Linked DNA regions of Mus musculus: region 1 is linked to region 2. Evidence: chromatin contacts called from public Hi-C data. All regions are on one chromosome and are shown on one strand. The core of a region is the stretch at or near the end of the contact, and the rest is flanking DNA. Distances in the headings are between cores, read along the strand shown.

Evidence for each region. A called contact is a pair of places that touch in the nucleus more often than the background predicts.
Region 1: a contact with region 2 is called in a Hi-C map of Th1 cells, with 5 times the contacts expected there. The contact joins two enhancer-like sites. A contact is called at or near these places in 1 of 15 datasets of contacts at CTCF or cohesin (pro-B cells), 48 of 484 Hi-C or Micro-C datasets (the 63-12 cell line, B cells, the Ba/F3 cell line and 35 more) and 3 of 115 datasets of contacts at active chromatin or transcription factors (the 230-238 cell line, bone marrow-derived dendritic cells and effector CD8 T cells).

The regions. Positions count from the first base shown.
Region 1 is chr2:73,402,123-73,407,332 of GRCm38.p6, reverse strand. The region is part of intron 2 of Gm13707 (a long non-coding RNA gene); the gene reads right to left. Among named protein-coding and RNA genes, the nearest start is that of Gm13707, 18 kb to the right of the region's middle. Within about 2 kb of position 3,067, at least 17 of the 459 cell types and tissues checked have an H3K27ac peak or open chromatin away from gene starts, as enhancers often do. A contact at or near this core is called in the 230-238 cell line, CD8 T cells, the CH12 cell line and 3 more, where this site is marked.
Region 2 is chr2:73,159,452-73,164,802 of GRCm38.p6, reverse strand. All of the region lies in intron 4 of Ola1 (Obg-like ATPase 1), which reads left to right. Among named protein-coding and RNA genes, the nearest start is that of Ola1, 52 kb to the left of the region's middle. Within about 2 kb of position 3,807, at least 77 of the 459 cell types and tissues checked have an H3K27ac peak or open chromatin away from gene starts, as enhancers often do. A contact at or near this core is called in the 230-238 cell line, CD8 T cells, the CH12 cell line and 3 more, where this site is marked.

The sequences.
Region 1 (5,210 bases), core at 1,818-4,317, 240 kb before region 2:
AAAGCAAATGGAAGTATAAGACAAAAACCTTAAGCAGGATGGAGGATTAACCCAGATGCTCAAACATGTACCCTGAAGCAGCTCAGGAAAGGAATGCACAGACATACTGACGGTGGAATAATCTAGAAGGGCTTTAAATGAAACTTTCTGAGCTGCTACTTTTCCTAACAAGGGTACTTGTCCTGGAGGGGTAGAAAGGACTGCCTCTGAATTGAGAGAAGACGTGGCCCATAGACAAATGGCAGTTTATAAAGGTAAAAGGAAACCCCATGTTAGGATACGGTGTTTAATTTTAACTGGGCATGTTAATTGGGTGAGCCAGAGTGGGCTTTTGATTGCTGGACTCCAGTAAAACTCATGGTTCACCAAGTTGCACTTTGGTGGTATCTGTACTTGGATCTGTCATGGCTTCCCTAACTGGGGTGATAGATGTGTGTGTAGCTTCTCCCCAGGAAAAGTTCTGTCACAACCGAGGTTGTTGCTGTGGTCCATGTCGCTGAGGCAACCATATACCTACGCGGAAACATAAAGAGCCCGGGACTCTGAAGGCCTTTGTTGTGCCAAGGACTCAGACCTTTGTTTGTCCATTACGTAAGTGGAAAGGAGAGAGAACCAAGGTCGTTCTGATGTGAATGCACAACACTGCCCTGTCTATGACACTTGGGAACCCAAGTGGCAGCTCTAACCTTACCACCAGGGCAACCAATCAGCAACCTGAAGTCACAATTCCAGGTGTCACCAAGGGTTGGGCTCACACACCACCACAACAGTTTCTAAGCCCGTCATGGTCTGGTTGCCTCCTTTGTTGGAATAGCCATCCCAGTGCTGGACACACAGAGAGACTAGAAGGAGCTGGGAGCAGCTGGGAAAGTTTCCAGGAGAATCCCCATCACTGGGGAGATAAGGCCAGAAGAGGTCGGGGGGGGGGGGATGGCCAACTGTTGTAAGTATTCAATATTAATTGAGAGTTTCTACACCACCTTGGATCATTTAGTTCCCAGAGAAAAGACACAAACCTTTACATTTAGAATAAGCCTTAACTGCACTAGAGATGGGCAAATATAACCCTCTAAGCTATTAGTATCTACTTTCCCATCAATAACCCCGAGTTATAACTTGTCATGTTCTGCCTGGGCTGCTCTTACTCCAACTGGCCAGCCGTTATGGCCATGTTTTCATGACTCAACTACACCATGGCATTTGATTCTCTCGCCACCTTGTCTCTCTTCTCTCATAGTCCTACCTCAGACCCCAAAGCCCCCTAAACAACAACAACAACAAAATGCTACCTACCTCTCTTCTGCCCAGCTTTAAGCTGTAGGCATCTTTATTGACCAATCAGGGATAGCCTGGTGGGCAAAGTTACACAGCATCACCTGGTGTAAGTGAAGATCTCTGCATCCCAGAGGAAACCAGAGCCAGTATTTAGCATTACAACACATAGCAACAGACCAAGCCTCAACAGTTTTAAACTGAAGGTCAAGGTCTGCACACACAAAAATGTTGGTAACCATGAGAATTCACCCATAGGCCTACATCGGCAGGTGCCGAATTTAGCATTACAGTACACAGCAACTGACCAAACCTTATCACAAACCTTCACACCTGACTTTACCAAGTTTGAAGATACAGAAGAAACTCTCCCCCTTTGCACAGTCTGTGAAGAGGAAACTCCCCCTCCTCCACCTCCTCATTAGACTTTAATAAAATAATGAGATTCTGTATTTTCAGAGCCAGGTTCTGAAATGTCATTCATTAACATTAAAGATAGAATGCCAAGGGGTGGGGCTTAATTTTAGAAACAGAAAATGGAGTGTTTGGTGAAGTGGAAATTTCTAGTTTCTTTGGAAACTCAACTATGTCGTGTGTGTGTGTGTGTGTGTGTGTGTGTGTGTGTGTGTGTTTCTGGAAACTGTCTTGTGAGAGGATGTTTTGCTGAAGCAGACACGTGGGAGGGCATGTGATGTTTTGCTGGAGCAGATGCTTGAGAGAGTGTGTGATGTTTGGGAAGAGTCTAAATGGAACCCCACAGACAGTGAGAGGTTGTTCTTACACTGTGATGCCACGTGAGGCTTCTCTGATCTTCACTGCGTAGAGAGAAACTCGTCAAAGAACTTCTTGTGGTATTCCAGCTGCTTCTGGCTGCCTCTGCTGACTCATGCCAATTCAGCGGAGCCTTGCAGTTTCTGCTGGATCGAGATGCAGTTCGTGTTTGGTGTTTGCTATTGGACTGGACTGCTGATATCCTGACAGTGAAGGGTGGAATCCCCCCCCCAAGGAACTACTTCTAAACAGGTCCACAACCCCGCTTCCTACTAACCTTCTTTCTCCCCAACCTCTAGTTGGTGGGCTAGAAGGAAGCGTTGACGAGTTCAAGAATCCTAAATAAAGTAGGGTTAGAGAAAAATCCAAGCCTACAGTTTGGATTTGATTGGGTAAAATAGAAATAGTCACCCTGCTTCCAAAAACATCAGTCTAATGGCTGCAGGACTTCTACCAGAGCCCCTTGTGAGAAGGCCACAAGGCCCCAGCTCTTGTGTAGCCTGCTTGGAAGCCAGAAAGTCCTCAGAAAGGGGCTTCAGACACATGCGTGTTTGGGGAAGTCGTTTGAAAGTGTTCTGTAGCAAAACAAAAGGCCTAGAAAGGAGGAGCCGAGAGCCAGGAGACAGCTAAGCATACCACAAAGCAAGGAGTTTCAGTCTGACTCAGTGTGGCAACTGCACGCCTGAGGTGAGAACGGACTCCTGGAGGAGAGGAATTAGCGACAGAGTGACCAGATGCGAAGAGACATCTGGGAAACGGTACACATGTTATAAAGGAAAATGGCCAAAAGACACAACAAACCCCGAAAACCAAAAGCAAAGTGCCACCCCAAACAACATTTAAAAGCCACCCGAAGGCAATCCTGCAATTTAAGATAGGAACGATAGCTTGCTCTCTAGTATGAGGTTTGAGGTTTGGTCTTGGAAGGGGTAGGGGCAGTGAGAGACTTGTTCTGAACAGTTTGAGTGATTGTTGGAAGGTCCTGGGAGCCAGGCTCAGATCCCTAACCACAGTCTGATGAGCCCTGAGAACTCTTTAGGCAAAGGAAGGAGAGCTGGAGGCAGCTTTTCAGCCAAGGGTGAGGCTGTGGTACTCTCCAGGGAGGAGGAGGAAAATGAACCCACAGCAGACGGGAGAAAACAACCCCGGAGGCGCCTGCAGAAGGGTGGGGATGTGTCTGAGGTTTGGGGTGAAGACTTACCTGGTTCCCTCGATAGCAGAGACTAAGGCTCATGTGTGTTTCCTCCACAGAAGCACTGGGTCTGCAGTAGGCACCTCGTGGTGCTGGTGAGATGTCCCAGTACAGTAAAGATGAAGAGCGGGGGTCAGGGGTGGGGGATGGGAGCGTGGGGGTGGGACTACACAAAATAGTGACGGAAGTCGTGAGCTGGAAGAAATTCTGAAAGCAGTGCCGAGTTCTTCATCAAACGCCTTGCATGTTCTCCTTCCTTCGACGTCCTCTATGTAGCTGTTTACACCTGTGGATGCCCCAGCAGTACCCGGAGAGCCGAATGACTCTACTGACTCTACTTCCTTGACTCCTATTTCTACATTCTGCCCAAAAGCTTTTGTGACCGGAAACAGACAGACCCACTTTTAGGAAATAACTGTTCCACCCCTCTCTGGACTAGGGGCGTTCAGCATCTTGAGTGTTCTTTCTCCCTTTTGAAGTGGGAAAATGTTATTTTCAAAGAAAGCACTAGATGGCACTTGTGATGTGTTCAATAGTTGCCTTAGCTCCTTTTTGGATAAGGTGGTGGTGGGGAGCAATAAATATTAAAATGGGAAAATCATCATTACAATAATGAAGATCAGTATCTTATGATTGTGTTTACTGTGTTACTATGTATGAGCGATATCTTTATGCAGTGTTTGCATTTAAAATCTGGGTTTCGCTTTATGAGAACTGCAAGAGGGAACTAACGTCTCTAATATATGGAAACCCTTCATCAGTAAAATAATAAAATGAAAAATAATGTTTGATTTACACCGAGGTTCACTACAGGCTTGTGTTCTTAATGACTGCCCTCTTCCATTTGCAATATTTCAATTTGTAATAATGAGTTGCAAAATAGGTTTCCGATGTCCATCCACTGTAGAGAGCAAAATAAGTCATCCTTAATTTAAAAGAAAGCATTACAGCTTAAAGGATTTCTGTGTTCTATTAACAAAAAAAGGGGGGAGGGGAGGAAATGGAACGGAACGGAAACAGCAGATGTTTCTAGAGTTTCACCATCTTACAGCACTAACAAAGACTTGAGGCACATATATTCTTTTGTGTAGTTCAGTAGTCAGTTCACTAGGCCACTTGCTTAATGATCTCCTGGTCCCACTTTAATGTACAGAGATTGTAAGCTTTTAGCACAAATGCCAGTTGAAACAGTTCCTATTTAAAGTATATTAAAAGAAAAAATGTTGCCGGGTACCATGGCAACAAGTGTAGCCTGCAGCCCCAATGTAGCATCTTACCTGTACCTGTTGTGGAGCTAGCATAGGAAGAGTCTTATGTGTTAGGGTCTCCAGTGGCTCTTTCTTACTTTCTCTCCTCTCCTCTCCTCTCCTCTCCTCTCCTCTCCTCTCCTCTCCTCTCCTCTCCTCTCCTCTCCTCTCCTCTCCTCTCCTCTCCTCTCCTCTCCTCTTCCCCCCCTTCTCTCTGTTATCCCTTATTTTAAATGTACTTTTCATTGCTGTAGCTTTCTAGGATAATTCAACACAATGAAATTCTTTGGGAACAAGATGGATTATAAATAATAATCGTGCTAATATGATGTCTTGTAATTGCATTAATTTGTAGGTTTAGGATGACATTGACATCCTGAAAGTAATATCTCATGCAATAGTAAATTCAAGGTGTCATAACTCAGAGCTAAATATGCAAAACAGCGGCAAGACTAGGAAACATCTTAGATTCGAGTAAATCTGACTCTTTGGATACAGTGATAGGAACGAGTTCTGGATAATTTAAGCACAAGGGACTTTCATGGTTTGATCATCAGGAAGTCACTGAATAGATGGGAGCCTGGTGCCAAGTCTGGACACTCCTGGATTCCAAGAAGCAATAGCAACTTGTCTGGGCACTGTTGCCCCATGTCCCCAACCTTGTGTACCTCTCCTCAAGATGAAGGGTGTGGCCATCCAGGTTCATCCGAAATAGTCTAAGAAAGATC
Region 2 (5,351 bases), core at 2,558-5,057:
CCATTCTTAAATTAAGTAGCTCCATGTTCCTCTACCTGGGAGCTCTCTATCAACCCTGACTTGTAGCTTGGGAGACTTAATGATCACAATCGAGCACTTAGGCTCTCATTATAAACATGACATGAAACTAGATGAATAGTCAGGTGTTAAATAAAGTCAAGTTTACAAAGACTTTGGTTAGTGGGTAAGAAAAATGATATTAAATTGAGGGGGAAATGTGTAACAGTTAAAAATATCTGATTTTTAGCAGAATGTGACTAGAAGACAGTAAGCTGCTCAGGAGGAGCAGGAGGAGCAGGAGGAGGGAGACATAGGGACAAACCTGAGGGACTCTCAGGATTAAGGATTCTGTCTGATCCAAGAGTTTGGCTTCAGCTGAGGATTTGAAGATGGTGAAGATAAAGTTAGAGAGGCTTTTTCTACAGAGAGAAGACACATGTGTTTTAGAAGTTAGGTAGCGAGTGGAATGGTTCAGTAGAGCAAAAGTAGCCCAGCATTGGAAGTCAGGTGACCTCAGTAAAATACCGAGTCTACTGCTGTACATGTAAAGTATCTAGTAATATGTTGTAGAGCAGGCAGGGAGTCTTGCTGAGGAGCGAGTCCTGTCCTCATTAAGGAACTTCTTTTCTTTTTTGGAAAGAGTTGCTGTGTTACAGCAACTAAACATGTAAAATCCTTGAGCATAATTAACTACAGGTGTTGACTCTGAATTATGATTCATAACTTTTAAGCAACTTTAAGGATTTCTTAAATAGTATGATTGTATAATTATCTACAGTATAAGTATAGTACTAATTTAACTGTTAGGCAGAATTTTCTGGTGTTCTGTACATTTGAAAACTTGTGTTATGGATTGTAATGTCTTCCTTCGTGGCAGTTAAGTGGTGTTACTCAAAATCAAAGGCACTATTTGCTTATGGCTATACCAGGAGAAGCTTCCATTTTAAACAGAGTTTATATTTTTATATCTGTTTCTTTTTGTCTCATCTCTCTTACCCAATGCTTTGATTCATTGATTAAAAGTATGTTGTTTTTAATTTTAATGAATTCTTAGAGTTAGGAGAAAATAATAAAGATTTTTGTTTTTTTTAGCTCTTGGAACTCAACTGACCCACTTTATTATTCTGTCTTATATTAAATACCTATTTGTCTTAAGATGTGGATTATTTTAATACAGCAGTTTTGATTGCTTCCTTATAAGTTAATTAACTGTTTGGTGCCAAAGCCCTATGTGAATCAGTTGATTTGTTTAGTTTTAGATTGGCCTCTCAAAATCAGTGACGTGTTCATTTTGTTTTACTACATTTAAAATGTTTTACTTTATGTGTTTGAGTGTTTTGCCTGCATGTGTGTATGTGTACCATGTGAGTGCCTGGTACCTTCAGAAGTCAGAAGAGGGCATCAAATCCCCTGGAACTGGGTTTACAGACAGTTGTAAGCCATGTGGGTGCTGGGAACCAAATGTGTCATCTGCAAGAGCAGCCAGTGCTCTTTACACTGAGCCATCTCTCCAGCTCCATCACAAAGGGTTTTGAGAACTCATATCAGTTCTTGAATATATAAGTGGAGTGATAATTTTCTTCCTCCTTGCCAACATTTGGTTTTAGATCTTTTCCCTATGCTGGAAGAGAAACAAGAGTAAGAAGAAAGAACTAAGGCAAATGCAGCTTACTCCAGCTACCCACAGTGGGATTCCTGTTCCACCAGAGAGTGGTTAGCCTGTAGAGTAGACAGCAGACGTTTGTGCTTGCGTACATGTCTTATGTGCACAAACTTTTTGCAGGATCTCAAATAATAGGTTTTCCCCCGGAAAGTGAAAGAGTTATGAGGTGCTGGGGCTCAAACCCAGGGCTTTTTTGCAGAGCAGGCAGGCTGGAGTCTCATCTCCCGTCCTTTGTTAGTTATTTTGCCTAAGGACAACCCATCCAACCCAGTTATGCTGCTCCGTGCATGCTTTTGTGTTAAGTGATTAGCAGTTTATTACCTGACTTTATATTTCTGGTTATAAAATATTTTCGTTTTCAAAGATTATAAATATAGCTATCCAAAGTAATTATAATTTGAGTGACACAACTTTTCAAGTATTTTAGACCTTGAAGATTAAGACTTAAAATTGCATTTAAAAGAGAATTTTGTTAATCTTCTTTATTTCTTTGTTTTCTTCAATGAGCTTTGTTCCCTGATATTCTTAAATAAGACAAATGAAGTACTTATTTATTAGTATGTATGTGTACATATTCACATGTGAGTGTATGCGTGTGTTTCCAATGTGGAGGTTAAAGACTGCTGTCAGGTTTCCTTCCTGATCATTCTCCACCTTATTTTTTGAGGTATGATCTCTCACTGAACTTGGAGCTTGTAGTGTTTGGTTAGACTAGTTAGCCAGCAAGACTATGGGGTCCATCTCCTCTCCCTTTTCCTCCTGGCTTGCACATAGTCACAGGCAGGTGCAGCTATGCCCCGTTTTCACCTAAGTGCCGGGAATCTGAACTCAAGTTCTCACACTCAAGCAGCAAGCACTTTATGTGCTGGGCTCTTTCCAGCCCCATGAATGGACTTTTAAAAGTAAACAGAACACATTAAAGTGCTTGTCTTTCCTTTTGTAATTTAAAATAGTTATTTTATATAATCCATAGTTAAGAATTACAAATTCTGAGGTCTAGCTGTGAATTACAATCTGCTTTCTTGTCAAGGTAGGTCTTTTTCATAGATCATGGCTAGAATTTCAGTGGACCTCTAAGCTGGGGTTTAAACTGCACTTCTAAAGTCAGAACATTTAGAGTATGCACTAAATAGCTCACTGCTCCTACCCCCAACTACCTCTCCTCTTCTATTCAATGAAGCACTTTTGTTGTGTTATTTATGAAAAGTAAATGGTACCTTGCATTTCCCAGTGTTTGTGAATAAAGCCATAAAGATAGTGAGAGAATTGCCCATGCAAGCTTACCTCTCTCCAAGCACTTGCCCTCTTGGAATATGTGAGTCTCTCTGGGTTCGATCCTAGTACCATCAAACAAGAACAAAAGCCGCTGCCTTGTAGTATTTATTAACTATGCTACTCAGAAGGCTAAGGAGGGGGTGTTTCTGGAATGCAAGCGTTTGAGTCCAACTTCGGCAGCAGTGAGTTCCAGGATAGAAAGAATGAAGAGTATAAAGAAGTTGTAAATGGAGGTTTGACATACATGGAATTTTGAAGATGTGATTAGAACTTTGAAAAGATAAAATTTAAATATTATATTCTTGTCTTGATTTCCAACTTTATATTTAATGAGAAATCTGCTTTAAAAGGCTGGCGCTGTAGCTCAATGATAGATACTTGCCTAGTATGCTCAAGATCCCAAGATTAAAGTTAAGCTGAACGGCTAGTAATACAGTAGTGGGGCTCTTGCCCAGCATGCAGAGGCCCTGGGTTTGATTCCTAAAACTGATCAAAACAGTTACAAAGCTATGGCCAGTGAGATGGCTCAATGGGTAAAATCACTTGTTGGTAAGCCTGATAACATAACTTTGATCTCCAGAACCCATGTGTGATAATTTAAAGGAGAAATGTCCCCCATAGTCCCTGACATTTGAGTACTTGTTCTAAGTTGGTAATGCAGTTTGGGGAAGATTAAGAGGTGTGGTCTTGTTGGAGAAAGTGTCTCACTAAAGGCAGGCTTTGAGAGTTAAAAGGCCAGATGCCATTCCTGGGTCACTCTTTCTGCATTGTGACTGTGGTTTAAGATGTGAGCTCTGAGCTTGCTGCTCTAGTCATCATGCCTGCCTATTGCCACACTTCCCTGCTAGCAAGTTAACGAACTCTCATCTTTCTGAAACTGTAAGCAAATAACCCCTTCCTCCTGTGGGTTGCTGTGGTTGTGGTGTTTCCTTACAGCTATAGGAAATTAACTAATGTAGCATGTGATGGTGGAAAGAGAGGACTTGCTCCACAGATTTCTCCCTTACTGCCACATGTGTACTGTGGCATCTATGTGCCCTCACTCATATACAAATAATAAATGAAAGCAGAGAAAACGGTAAGCAGGCAGGGGACCACAGGACCATAATGAGCTCACCACTTTATATGTTGACTTAAAAATGAAAGCATTTTTGTAATATGTCTTCTTAACCTTTCAAGGTGTGGCTTCCTAACTTTCTAGTGGTTTTATTAGGAATGAATCAGAATGTAGATTTTTTAGGACACTTGCTAATTACTTTGAAAGAACCTGGAATGTAAAGTGAAACAGTCCACTGTACAAATGTCTTGATGCTGAATTAATAGGACTATATGCTGTGTGGTGTTTCTTATCTTTTTGCTTCTCAACCTTCCAGTGCTGCACCCTTTCATACAGTTCCTCATGGTGTGCTGACCCCAACCGTCACATTATTTTCATTGCTACTTCAGAACTATAATTTTGCTACTGCCATGAATTGTAAATAGTTTTGAAGACTGAGGATTGCCAAAGGAGTTGTGACCCACAGGTTGAGAACTGCTGTCCTTGCACGTATGCATTTTGGTTATATAATACCTTTGGCTTTGTACCTGGTTTAAGCATTTAAATTTATATATATTGGCTTTACAGTAATTCACATAAAAATCCTTTGGCTTGAAACTTCATGGTGATCTCTCTTCTTTCTGCCTTCCACTGACTCCATTACTGTTCATGTCCAGATGAAGTTGTTTTCTGTATCTGTCACTTTACATCTCTTCTTAATATCCATTGAGATTCTTACAGTGTTTGGAGTGCAGTTCCTATTCCTGCTTAGTCTTTAACAGTGCTCTTCAGACTCATCACTCACTGGCATAAGAGCCATGCTGACTTCCTGCTGACTGACAAGGAAGTCCACGCTTAACTCTGATATCTATCTATAACTCCTATCATCTCCCTCTATCTGAGAAGCAAATGCTTATCTTCTATTCTTCAGAGTAACTTCTTGTCACTAAGCATTGTTCATTTCAACTTTCATTTATAAAATAATTTATTTTTATTTCATGTGCATTGGCATTTTGCCTGCATGTATGTCTGTGTGAGGTGTCAGAAGCTCTGGCACTGGAGTTACAGACAGGTGTGAGCTGCCATGTGGGTGCCGAGAATTGAACCTGGGTCCTCTGACAGAGCAGTCAGAACCTCAAACTCATACCTTCTGTTTCCACTTCTCAAATACTAGGAATCCATGGGTTGCTGCTGTTCCTGGCCAGTGCCTGTGATCCTTGCTGTAATGGAGGCACATGGTCTGAATGACAAGAAGGTTAAGTAAGACGTGGAGGATTGGCAGTCATAGACAGTGCTTTCAGAATGTTCGGCTTTGAACTAGGGGAAGGAGAGCTGTAACTAGAATGAGATTAATGTCCTGGAATGAGTGACATATTT